Regions from separate parts of the Arachis hypogaea genome. Here region 2 is linked to region 1. A link is a contact called in public Hi-C data. All regions are on one chromosome and are shown on one strand. Each heading gives the region's core, a stretch centred on a gene start, on an enhancer-like site or on the middle of the called end of the contact. The rest is flanking DNA. Distances are from core to core; before and after follow the strand shown.

Evidence for each region. A called contact is a pair of places that touch in the nucleus more often than the background predicts.
Region 2: a Hi-C map of leaf shows a contact between it and region 1, with 2.3 times the contacts expected there. The contact joins the promoter of LOC112776123 here to the promoter of LOC140182320 in region 1. A contact is called at or near these places in 2 of 8 Hi-C or Micro-C datasets (leaf and an unstated tissue).

What each region holds. Positions count from the first base shown.
Region 1 is chr19:115,351,352-115,356,732 of arahy.Tifrunner.gnm2.J5K5, reverse strand. LOC140182320 reads left to right here and starts at 3,360. Exons shown (of 1, transcript XM_072228482.1): 1 at 3,360-5,381. The coding sequence starts at 3,360.
Region 2 is chr19:115,822,509-115,827,889 of arahy.Tifrunner.gnm2.J5K5, reverse strand. LOC112776123 reads right to left here and starts at 2,767. Exons shown (of 13, transcript XM_072226910.1): 1 at 2,574-2,767; 2 at 1,982-2,075; 3 at 1,610-1,895; 4 at 416-1,199; 5 at 204-319; 6 at 30-67.

The DNA.
Region 1 (5,381 bases), core at 2,111-4,610:
ACCTGATAATATGGTATATTCTATTTCGATTCGTGATTGAAATTATTTTAATGTTAGTTTTTTATTTGAAAGGATATAAAATTTCTTTTTTCACAAGATATTCTCTGTTTTAAAATAAAACAGATGATAAAAAATTAAATATAAAATAAGAATAGAAAACTGATTAAACTAATTTAATGGATAGTCTCACAAAAATGATGGATTATGTAAGTGGAGATTATAATTTTGAAAATAGGAAGTAAATCTGTTTTGCTATTCCATGAAAAAGTATAGGCTATTCACAATTACAAAAATATTATATGTACACTAAAAATTAATTATTCTGTATTTTATATATTTATATATATTAATTCAAATTTTTTTTCAAATAAATAATTATTTGCTACGAGAAAGTAAAATATTTAGATTTATAATAAATTAATAATTAAATTTATTTACAGTAATATATCAAAAAAAAATTTATGATTTATTAAGTATATATTTTTATATGTGATGGTTAATTTTTTGTATATATACTATGATCGTAAAATTTAATACTATCATTAACAGAAATATGTAGAAAATATTTCTTGAAAATGTAATATAAGACTATATATTTGGTAAACATAAGGGTAATTTCAAGATTTTTTTTTTTTTTTTTTGTTAGGGACACTGGAGGAGAGAGTAAAAGATAAAGTAATATAAACAGATAGATATAATAATTTTATCATAAAATAAAAAAAAAAAAGTAATGAATGGAAAATAATAGAATATATTTATGATCAAGAAGTCATTATTAAATACATGACATATATAGATATCTGTACTTACAAATATAAAGATAATATATCTAATAATTAATTTTTTTATCTATTTTTTAACTATTGACTTATTTTTACGGCAAGTTATCATTTATTCTATCAAATGGGATAATAAAAAGATAAAAATTAATATTTAGAAGAAAAAATTTTAGACTAACAATTTTTAGTCATCATCTAGTTAGTATAATTATTAAATTATTTTTAACAAATAAATTTTATTAATTTATATATATAAATTCTAAAAAATATGGATATAAATTATATTAATTTATGTATAAAATTTTCGTAAATATAGATATAAATTATTTTTTTATATATAAAATATTTGTAAATATTGATATAAATTATTACTAATTAAATATTGATAAAAAATAATAATATTTACTGACTATGTAACATTGTTCTATTTAAAATTCATCATGTTCTACCATACAAGACTGTCATGGAAGATATTTAAAGACTATAATAAGTTAGCATAAATTATTATAAATATTAATGTTAATTACATGGATGATGAAAGAATTAAATTTGAAGTTAAAGATCGATATTAAATTACGGAATTTTCATTTTTCTCATGCAAGATACATGCTAATACTTTATACTTGTTATACCGCATACATTCAAAACATAAATTGGTTGTCAATAATAATCGATTATTTTAGAAAGTAATCATACAAATAAAAATTATTGAAGTAAATATAATCTTTCAGCGGTGTTCTCTAACAACTTTTTTTTGGTCAATTTACACCCTTACGCATACACATCCCCTTCCCTTCTCTGTGGTTCTGTATATTAACTTCCTACTCATAATTAAGATTTGAACTCGGTGCACACCAAAGCAAACATAGTTGCTACTAAACTAAGTCTTGTAGTGCTCTAACACACCCTTAAATGTTGAAGCTTTTTTTTTTTTTTTGTCATAAAAGGTTGAAGTCAATTTTAAAAATTTTGAAAAATATTGGATAGACTAAAAATATTACTTACCAAACAGAAAAAAAAAAAGGTATTCAACTTAGCATCTATGGGTTGAAGCAAATATGGGTTAATTATGTTAGCAGTTATCTGGGCTATTTAGTGGGCTGACATCAATAAATTCCTTCCCGTTTTTCCATTACAGAATGTTTCCGTTGGTTTAAACATTGGACCCAATAAAAAGATTAGATAACAATTCTCTCTCTTCCCCAAACCCAAAAATGTGCCGATTATTCATACAAACACACGCACACACACAAAAAAAAAAATGTTTCTATATTTTCATTTTCAAAATATTCAAACTAACCACAAATGGGATGGATGAAATACCTTAACATAAGTAATAAACTCAAACTAACCACACACAAAAAATGTTTCTATATTTAATATTTTGTTTATATTATTTTATTTATTTTATTTATAGTATAAACAAAATATATGTATATATATCTTATTTTTAATATAAATGGAATAAATAATATTACATTAATTAATAAATATTTTTATAATAATATATTTTGATAAATAAAATATTTAATTTATTTATTTAAAAAAATTTTCAAAATTTTTATTATATTACTTTAATTTAATCTTTCTTTTCTCTTTTTCATTTAAAAAAAATAGCCTCCAATAATCTTTAACAATTGGTACATAAGGACAACATGTTATATTAATTTTTTGGTAAACACCATAGAATCTTCTTTTAATTTATACTTTTAAATATTATTAATTAATTACCCACTAAAATATTAAATTGGGTTGCCCTGTAACATTATCCATTAACAAATTTTATTGTATTGGACTTTATTTCGAGTTCTTTAACAAAATAAATAGTATACATTAGTGACACCCAATACGCAAGATATGTTAAAACTTTTTGCCGTACAGAATTTGTTAGTTTTCTCCCTAATTAGGCTGTAATTGCAGAATATAGACATGGTGATATTTAGGAAAGTACATTGTATAAATTGTAAGCCTAGTGTGTACCTCGTCTATAATTAAGTAGACCATTGAATTAAATTGTATGTTGCCCGTGTCAAGAAATAGTAAATCTGATCTTATTCACATAAATGCTTCTATTTAATAAGAGAAAATGATGATAAACCTTCCATCTTAATAGCAAGGTTTGGAAGTGATATTACCGTTATACGTCGGTTACGAGTTATAGTTCGGCAGTCCCCTTTTTAATTGGTACGTTACTTCTGCGCATTTACCCCGCCGACTTTATGGCAATAAAGTTCTTGGTCGGTTACATACAACACGATTAATTCATACCTAAACGATTAGTATCATCTTTTAATTATAAAAACGAATAATCGGAGTTCGCCGAGGTATGTTGGTTCAAAAACAAAGAGACTTTTCCTAAATTATTCTCTTAAACTAACTTGAGCGTCGGAGTGCTTTTTGCAGGTGCTCCCCTCATTGTCTTCACTTGGCGGCCGAGCTTCATTGTGACGTACTAGGAGATCGGCTGATAGCTTCCAAGAAACGAGTTATAGTTCGGCCATATCCAGGCAAGAACATTTGGCGCCCACCGTGGAGCCGAGAAGTTAAAGATCTTTCTTTGCTTATTTCTCACAGGCTCCAATGGCTGATGCACCACCACCCACCCCTTCCGAGCTCCTTCGGATGGTTACCGAGCTTCAACAAGCTAACCAACAAATGGCCGAGGCAAATCAACGTATGATGGAGGAAAATCAAAGGATGCAACAACAAATTGAGCAATTAGTCAATGCTCGTATCGAGCATAATAACGACCACCATGGACGACGAGACAATGATGAGCGACAATCTACACCAACGCATGTCTCGGAAACACCCCAAGATGATGAAGGTGGTGGCCCTCGTAATGATGAAGCTCCTCCTGAAGACGAGGATAATGAACCCGACAACTCTGTGGGACCATTCACAGCTGACATAATGAATTTTCAGCTTCCTAGGCAATTTACCTTGCCTACGACGTTAACCCTCTATGATGGCCTGGGAGATCTGAAGCAACACGTCAAAAAATTTCGATCTATTATGATCGTTAACGGTGCATCCGACCCTATTTTATGCCGATGTTTTCCGTCTTTTCTAGATGGTCCTGCACTTGACTGGTTTTGCTCTTTGCCTGTGGATTCTATCTCACGTTTCCAGGAGCTGGCGAAGCAATTCGAGGATCACTTTGCAGCATCGGCGATATATCTACACGGCTCCGACTATTTAACAACTGTTAAGCAAGGCCCTCAGGAAAGCCTGAAAGACTACATCACCCACTTCACGAAGATAGCGATGAAAATTCCGAACCTTCATCCCGAGGTCCATTTACATGCAATCAAAAGCGGCTTACGCCCAGAGAAGTTCCAGGAGACCATCGCTGTATCCAAGCCAAAGACACTAGCCGAATTTCGTGAGAAAGCTAAGGGGCAAATAGATATTGAAGAACTTCGTCAAGCCAGGAAAGCTGAAAAGTTGGCAAATACAAAGGATGACGATAAACCTCGGGATAGCAAGAAAAGTTTTAAGCCTACCCCACGATATGACTCGTATACGCAGTTTAACGCCAAAAGAGATGACATTATCAAGGAAATCCTGAACTCCAAGTTGATCAAACCCCCTCGAAAGGCCGGCAGCTACCCAGAACCCAAGAATATTGACAAATCCAAGTATTGCACATTTCATCAGAAGTATGGTCATACAACCGATGAATGTGTTATCGCAAAGGACCTCCTTGAACGCCTAGCAAGACAAGGACATCTTGACAAATATATTGCAGGGCATATGCAGAAAAGGACTATTCCTACAACGGACCCATCTCCCATGGGGTCCTCATCCAGGGACAAAGAAAAATCCCCCGCTGAGCCACGGGGTATCATCAATTGCATCTCTGGAGGATATGCCGGAGGTGGGCCCACAAGTTCGGCCAGAAAATGCACGTACAGGGCCATGTTGACCGTTGGGGATACCACCAACAATGCTCAGCCCGTACAAGACATCCCAGAGATGACCTTCTGTCCAGCCGACTATAATTGCATTGACACAAACTTGGATGACCCTGTTGTCATCTCTATCCAATTAGGAGACTTAATAGTCCGGAAAGTACTGCTGGACCCAGGCAGCAGCGCCGACGTATTATTTTTTGCTACATTTGAGAAAATGAAATTAAGTACTAACATTTTGCAGCCATCTGTAGGGGATCTGGTCGAATTTTTAGGAGAACGGGTTCCAGTCATGGGTTCAGTGTGGTTACAAACCACACTCGGTGAGCAACCACTTTCCAAAACTCAAGATATTCAATATCTCGTGGTCGACTGTTTTAGCCCTTATAACCTTATTCTCGGGCGACCTTTTTTAAATCGATTTGCTGCAATTGTTTCTACAGTCCACCTTTGTGTAAAGTTTCCTGTGCAGAATAATGTTGTTGCTACGATACACGGCGACTTACAGGAAGCTTGGTACTGCTATAACACAAGCCTCAAGCCTATCAAGAGAAGCAATGATCGGCGGGTTAACTCCATAAGCGCCGAGCAGCCAATATTAGCCGAACTAGATCCCAGAGTCGACTTCCAAGATCGTCCTACAGCAAACGACGACCTAACAAAGCTTTTTCTGACGGACGACCCTATG
Region 2 (5,381 bases), core at 1,518-4,017, 470 kb before region 1:
TGCTATTTCAGAATTCAAATGTTTCTCACTTTTTCCAAAGAATCTCTTCCTTTATGAAGTTTCTTATCTGCAACAGAACAAAAACAATCAAAGATGATATGACTACAGCTTCCATCAAAGCTTCTTATTTCTTTTTATACAAAGAAAAACACTTAAACTGCACACAACGACGATTAAATCAAACAATTAAAGTGTATTTTAACCTGCCGACTATTCTTCACCTTCTGCGCCCTCTGAGGAACTATTCTCTACTCCACCATTGCCACCATCGTCGCACTACCACCGATGCGATCTCTCTTCGTATCAAATTCTAACCATGCTATATAGGTATGAAATGTAGAGAAAAACAAAAGAATATCTAAATTGAGTTAAATAAATAACAATGAAAAAGAAAAATGAACAAATAAAAATTGACCTTAGCTGATTGCGAAGAAAACCAAACACGTTTATGGATAAGCTTGATGGCGGCGCCGGCGGTGGCTACGAACTCACTCTTCTATGATCTCAAAAGTTATTGCATATATATAAAGGAGACAACACATTGATGTAGAAGCTTGATGTTGACAACGACGAAGACATGAATGGCAGCAGCGACGAGCTTACTCTCCCTCTTATCTCAGATGCTACGGCGAGCTTGATGGTGATAATGGCGAGAGATGAATACCGTGGCGGCGAGTAGATCTAGGGTTCCATCATATCTCACTCTTCTTCCTCTTTTAATTTTTTTGGATAAGTTTTTGTTTGAAATAAAATTTGTTTGGGTTTAACCAGAGCAGGAGATTAGGAATTGGTTATTTGTTTGGGCAATTGGGCTTAGGAATTTAAATTGGCATTAATTAATGGGGGTTTCATATTTTTCCAAAAATCAAATATGTTATGGAGGTTTTTTAAAACTTCCACAAAAAAACTTCCATAAACAAATAGAAATCTTGTAGTGTTAATTAGGAGTAGCTATCTTTTTAACCTCTTTGGCTCGATCTTGTTTCTATCCTTCTCTTAGATTTCTCAAAGTTCATAAATTCACTCTGCAAGGCACTCAATTACTATCTACTCCACTAATAGTATTAATAATAAATCAAATACAACTAATTATAACTAGCTATTTAGAGAGAGATAAATACTAATAATTAGTACCTGGTCTTGGCTCAATCTGGCTCCATTTGCTGAGGATATAGACGAAAAAGGATAACCACTCTAGCCTTAAATATTTGCAAACTCGGTTTATCAAACAGATAAGATAGTTTAGTATATTTTCATAGGAATGAAATCTTAATATATATTCTCCTTACAAAAATATACTGAACTAAAAAAACTAATTAACAAATTTGGAAGTGGCAGGGAATATAATATTTCACATATGTAGATATATTAAGATGTTAATTAATATTATTAAATCATCTCCTTTTTTAAGTGTTATTTCATTTTAACATCAAAATTAAATATAAAAGTAAAAATGCTTGTTCATTGGAGCCTCTGATAAAATCTAGGTGTAAGTATGCGGAAAATAAGGCAATGTAGTTCACAAATGTCTATAACCAGCATTAAAAAGACACTCATGGGGGAAAATGGGAAGTAATGGAAGCAAAATTGGACAGATTCGGAAACTCACGAGGTGGTCTCCTGTCCGCCTCCTTGAAAACTGGTGTCGTAAAAGATTCTGGCAGGCTTTCCTGCTAGTGCCTGTGTACGCCATAGGCCTCCGATTGCATCCAAAAATGCCTTAAATTGAGCAACCATGAGTCCAAATCTCGTTGGAATCCAAGCAATAAACCATCAACCTCAGGTAGCTCATTGGGTGTAATAATCAGCACATCACTCTTTGGAGGTGCTCCCATCTTCCCAAGTACCTCTTCAGGTAGTGTTTCAGGTACATGCATGTGTTAACAATATTATAACTGCAACATGCAAATTCCTAAAAAATTCTCAGAACAATGAGTTCTAAAAAAAAGATTTATAACAAGATAGATTTTTCAATACAAACCTGCTAGAGTTTTGCTTCTACTCCTTACACGGAAGCAGCCCCCTGTTTAATCTCTTCAGCTAACTTCTCAATATGGCCGTACATGGAATAGTAACTAAACATGTCATACAATTTTAATCAGATTCATGCCAGTACCAGATCATAATACTACACATATACTATGAATCACTTCCAATCACTATTAGATTAGGTATTGCACCTACGTAGTTTGTATTGTAAATATATCCCCTAAGTCAACATTTACTTATTCAGGATTATACTAATGCCAACCACTAAAGCATGAACAGAGGGTTATGGTGGCACAAAATATCTACAACATAAGAAAGAGTAGAGATTAATGCACACCAACAAAGTGACAAATAGGGTGGGTTTAAGATCACAACCACGGAAAGGGACAAAAAAATAATACAAATAAATAATATCAACAAAATAAAGCATTGCAATCTAGAAGTGCTTTCGAGGATATAAGAATATAGCATTGCATTCTTCGTGAATTTCTTAAAAAAAAGAGCATTGGTAACTCATGTTCACAAATAAATGTGCTTTATAGTTAATGAAAACCAAGAAAGTTTAGCACTAACAAAAAAAGTACCATTAATTTGGTAGAAGGCACTGTATCATGTGAAAAATGAACTTCAAGTAGGTTGCCATCTTATTAGAAATGAATACCTCAATTACCATCTAGGATCACAGTTAATTATAGTATCAAAACACAAATATAAAATTTTCTCATGCTCTCATGCAAAGTTCGACAGTAAAATATGAAAAAAAAAAGAAAGTGGAAACAACTTTGCAATTATAAGGGAAAAAACATTTTATAGTTACACGACAAACCTCATAGCATCTTCAAACAAGAAAACGACGACAATAGGAGATAGTTTGCAGCTACTAACTTGTCTTGTGATGCATTTGAAACTATTGACTTGTCTCGGGAGGAAGCTGCAGAAAAGTCAATAATTTTTGTGTTGTTTACCAACAACTAGTTTGAGAATTCCCCTATCAATTTCCATCCAATAATATCAACAATGATTAATTTAGTTTGTATAACTATTAAAGAAAAATAACTGAATAGTAAGACAATAATAAATTAACAATAACACTAGCTAAGATAGTTTTATTTACAAGTCATCCCAATAAAAGTAACTTGATGCACAAGATAGAAGAGATAATAGTTGCATGCTTATTGAAGATTCAGTTTATTATTATAAGGTCCTAATAATATTACTGCACATGCCCATACTCTAAGTGGCCCCTTGTGTAGGCTTTTTGCTAGTGGCTTGATAGTTTTTCATCTTTTATATATACGTATTAATAATATGCACCTTTTGCATGTCATTAATCAAAATATCTACGAGTAGTTAAAATATATAGGACTATAAAATTGTTGTGTATGTCCATGAATTCTAAGAGTTTTATTTGTATAACAAACTTCACACATAATCAAAATATAAAAGTATACGAATTAAATTTTTTTAAATTTTAGATAATGAATGTTAAAATTAATTATTAGTAAAAAACTAAACTCTTTCGTACGAAAATAATAATTTAAAAGCTTATTATTTGATATTTTTTATCTATACGGAGACCTTAGTCTTAGCTGATAGAGATCTTTGTCTTGTATGATCTTTTTATAAAATTAATTTGATTCTATAAATCTTTTCAACCATGATCTATATGTTGAGTTAAAAATACAATTAATTTAATAATGATGACAAATATTGATTTATTGGGTTAAATATCCAATTGGATTCAATTATTTCATTTAGTGATGCAAGTCCAAAATAATTGTGCAGCAGTCCAAGCCAATGAAGCAAAGAAAAGCTTTGTTTAGATGGAAATCTATGTTGTTTCAGATATAGTAACATGAAAAAAGAGAAGCTCACTAATTGTCCAAATCCATAAAACAAGTGGCTGGTTTTATGAGAAATTAAGGACAGCTTCAGGTCACAAACTGATAAATCAAGTCCATGATTCATAACAAGCCCAAGAAGAGTTCTAAGTCCATTCAATCAATTTAAATTGGTAGCTAACTAAAGCAATGCAACTCTATTTGTATCTGAACTAATCCTAAACCAACTCTCTGTTCTCTTTCTTCTTTTCTCTCACCTACGCATGATAAGATGGCTATGCTGGGGTTCACATTAAAGAAGAAGAAATCAGATCTAAGGCATTATCAGAAAATCTTTCCATTTATGGTACCCCAAAGTAGCTTGCTGAAGCTCCCTTCTCTCTCATACCCATTTCTAGAAAAAATAAAGAAAATAGAGGTTATGAAATTCTACTATGGATCAACGGTCAAGAAAGGGACTTGAAGCCAAAGCAAGAATAAATGGTTCAGATCTTTGAAGATATTGAAAAAAGGATTAAAGAGAAGATGGAAAGTATGAATGCATGAAATCTAAAACCTCTGCGACAGCCCCATCTCTCTTCTGCATCGTTGCTGCTCTGATTTTATGAGAAGATGTCAACTGTGTGAAGCAAGGTGTGGTAACTGAAATCATACAAAAAAGAAAAGAAATTTTCAGAATGAAGCCAAGGAGAGAGAACCAGAATCTGAGTTTCATAGAGAGCTTCCCAGTGAGAGTTCAACGCTTTGGACTATGTTTCTATATCAAAGAAACATACCGCCAAAATGAAGAACAATCATAGAGAGTTTTGAAGTTGGTTCATCTAATAGCTTCAAAGCTGTGAATCATCATCTCCTTCATGGTTTATTATTCTATTATTCTATTTTAATGTTTATCTTTCTCTATTTTTCTATTGAGCAGAAAAAGGCATAAATGTGAGGCATTTGAAAAAGCCAAATAGAGAGAAAAGGTAAAGAGAAGAACTTGGAGAAAAAAGCCAAAATTGATTTCAGATTTCTATTTGTTTGTATTTCTATTATGCATCTTGTATCTGATGTATCCCTTACTAAGTTGGGTAAGCACTTGTGTAGTGAAAGTCTAGGATGTTGCCTAGCCAAATCAAGCTTATGTTGAAGTTTGGTTTGTTCCAAATAAGATTATGTTGAGTCCTAGGGAATTGGTGTTTGTAATACTTGAAAGTATAGTGAAAATTTCACCAACGTTGTGGTGGAGACTGGATGTAGGTTGTATTGCACAAATCAACTGAACTAGAATATATGCTGGTGCCATTTTCTTTTTTTTTTGCACTATTTTGTCTCTCTGCGATTTATGAGATAAAACTACATTGTTTCCTGCATAATCTATTACACAGACGAACAGAAACAAAGTTTCAGTTCCTGATTTTAAGAGTTAATCAATCAATTTAAAAGAAGATCATAGATTCAACCCCTTCTCTAAACCATCAAGAATTTTCACTATAATATCAGAACAAAATCGAATAGTTTCAAAAAGTTTATATTTTCGTAAACACTAATAATAATACAATTAAGAAA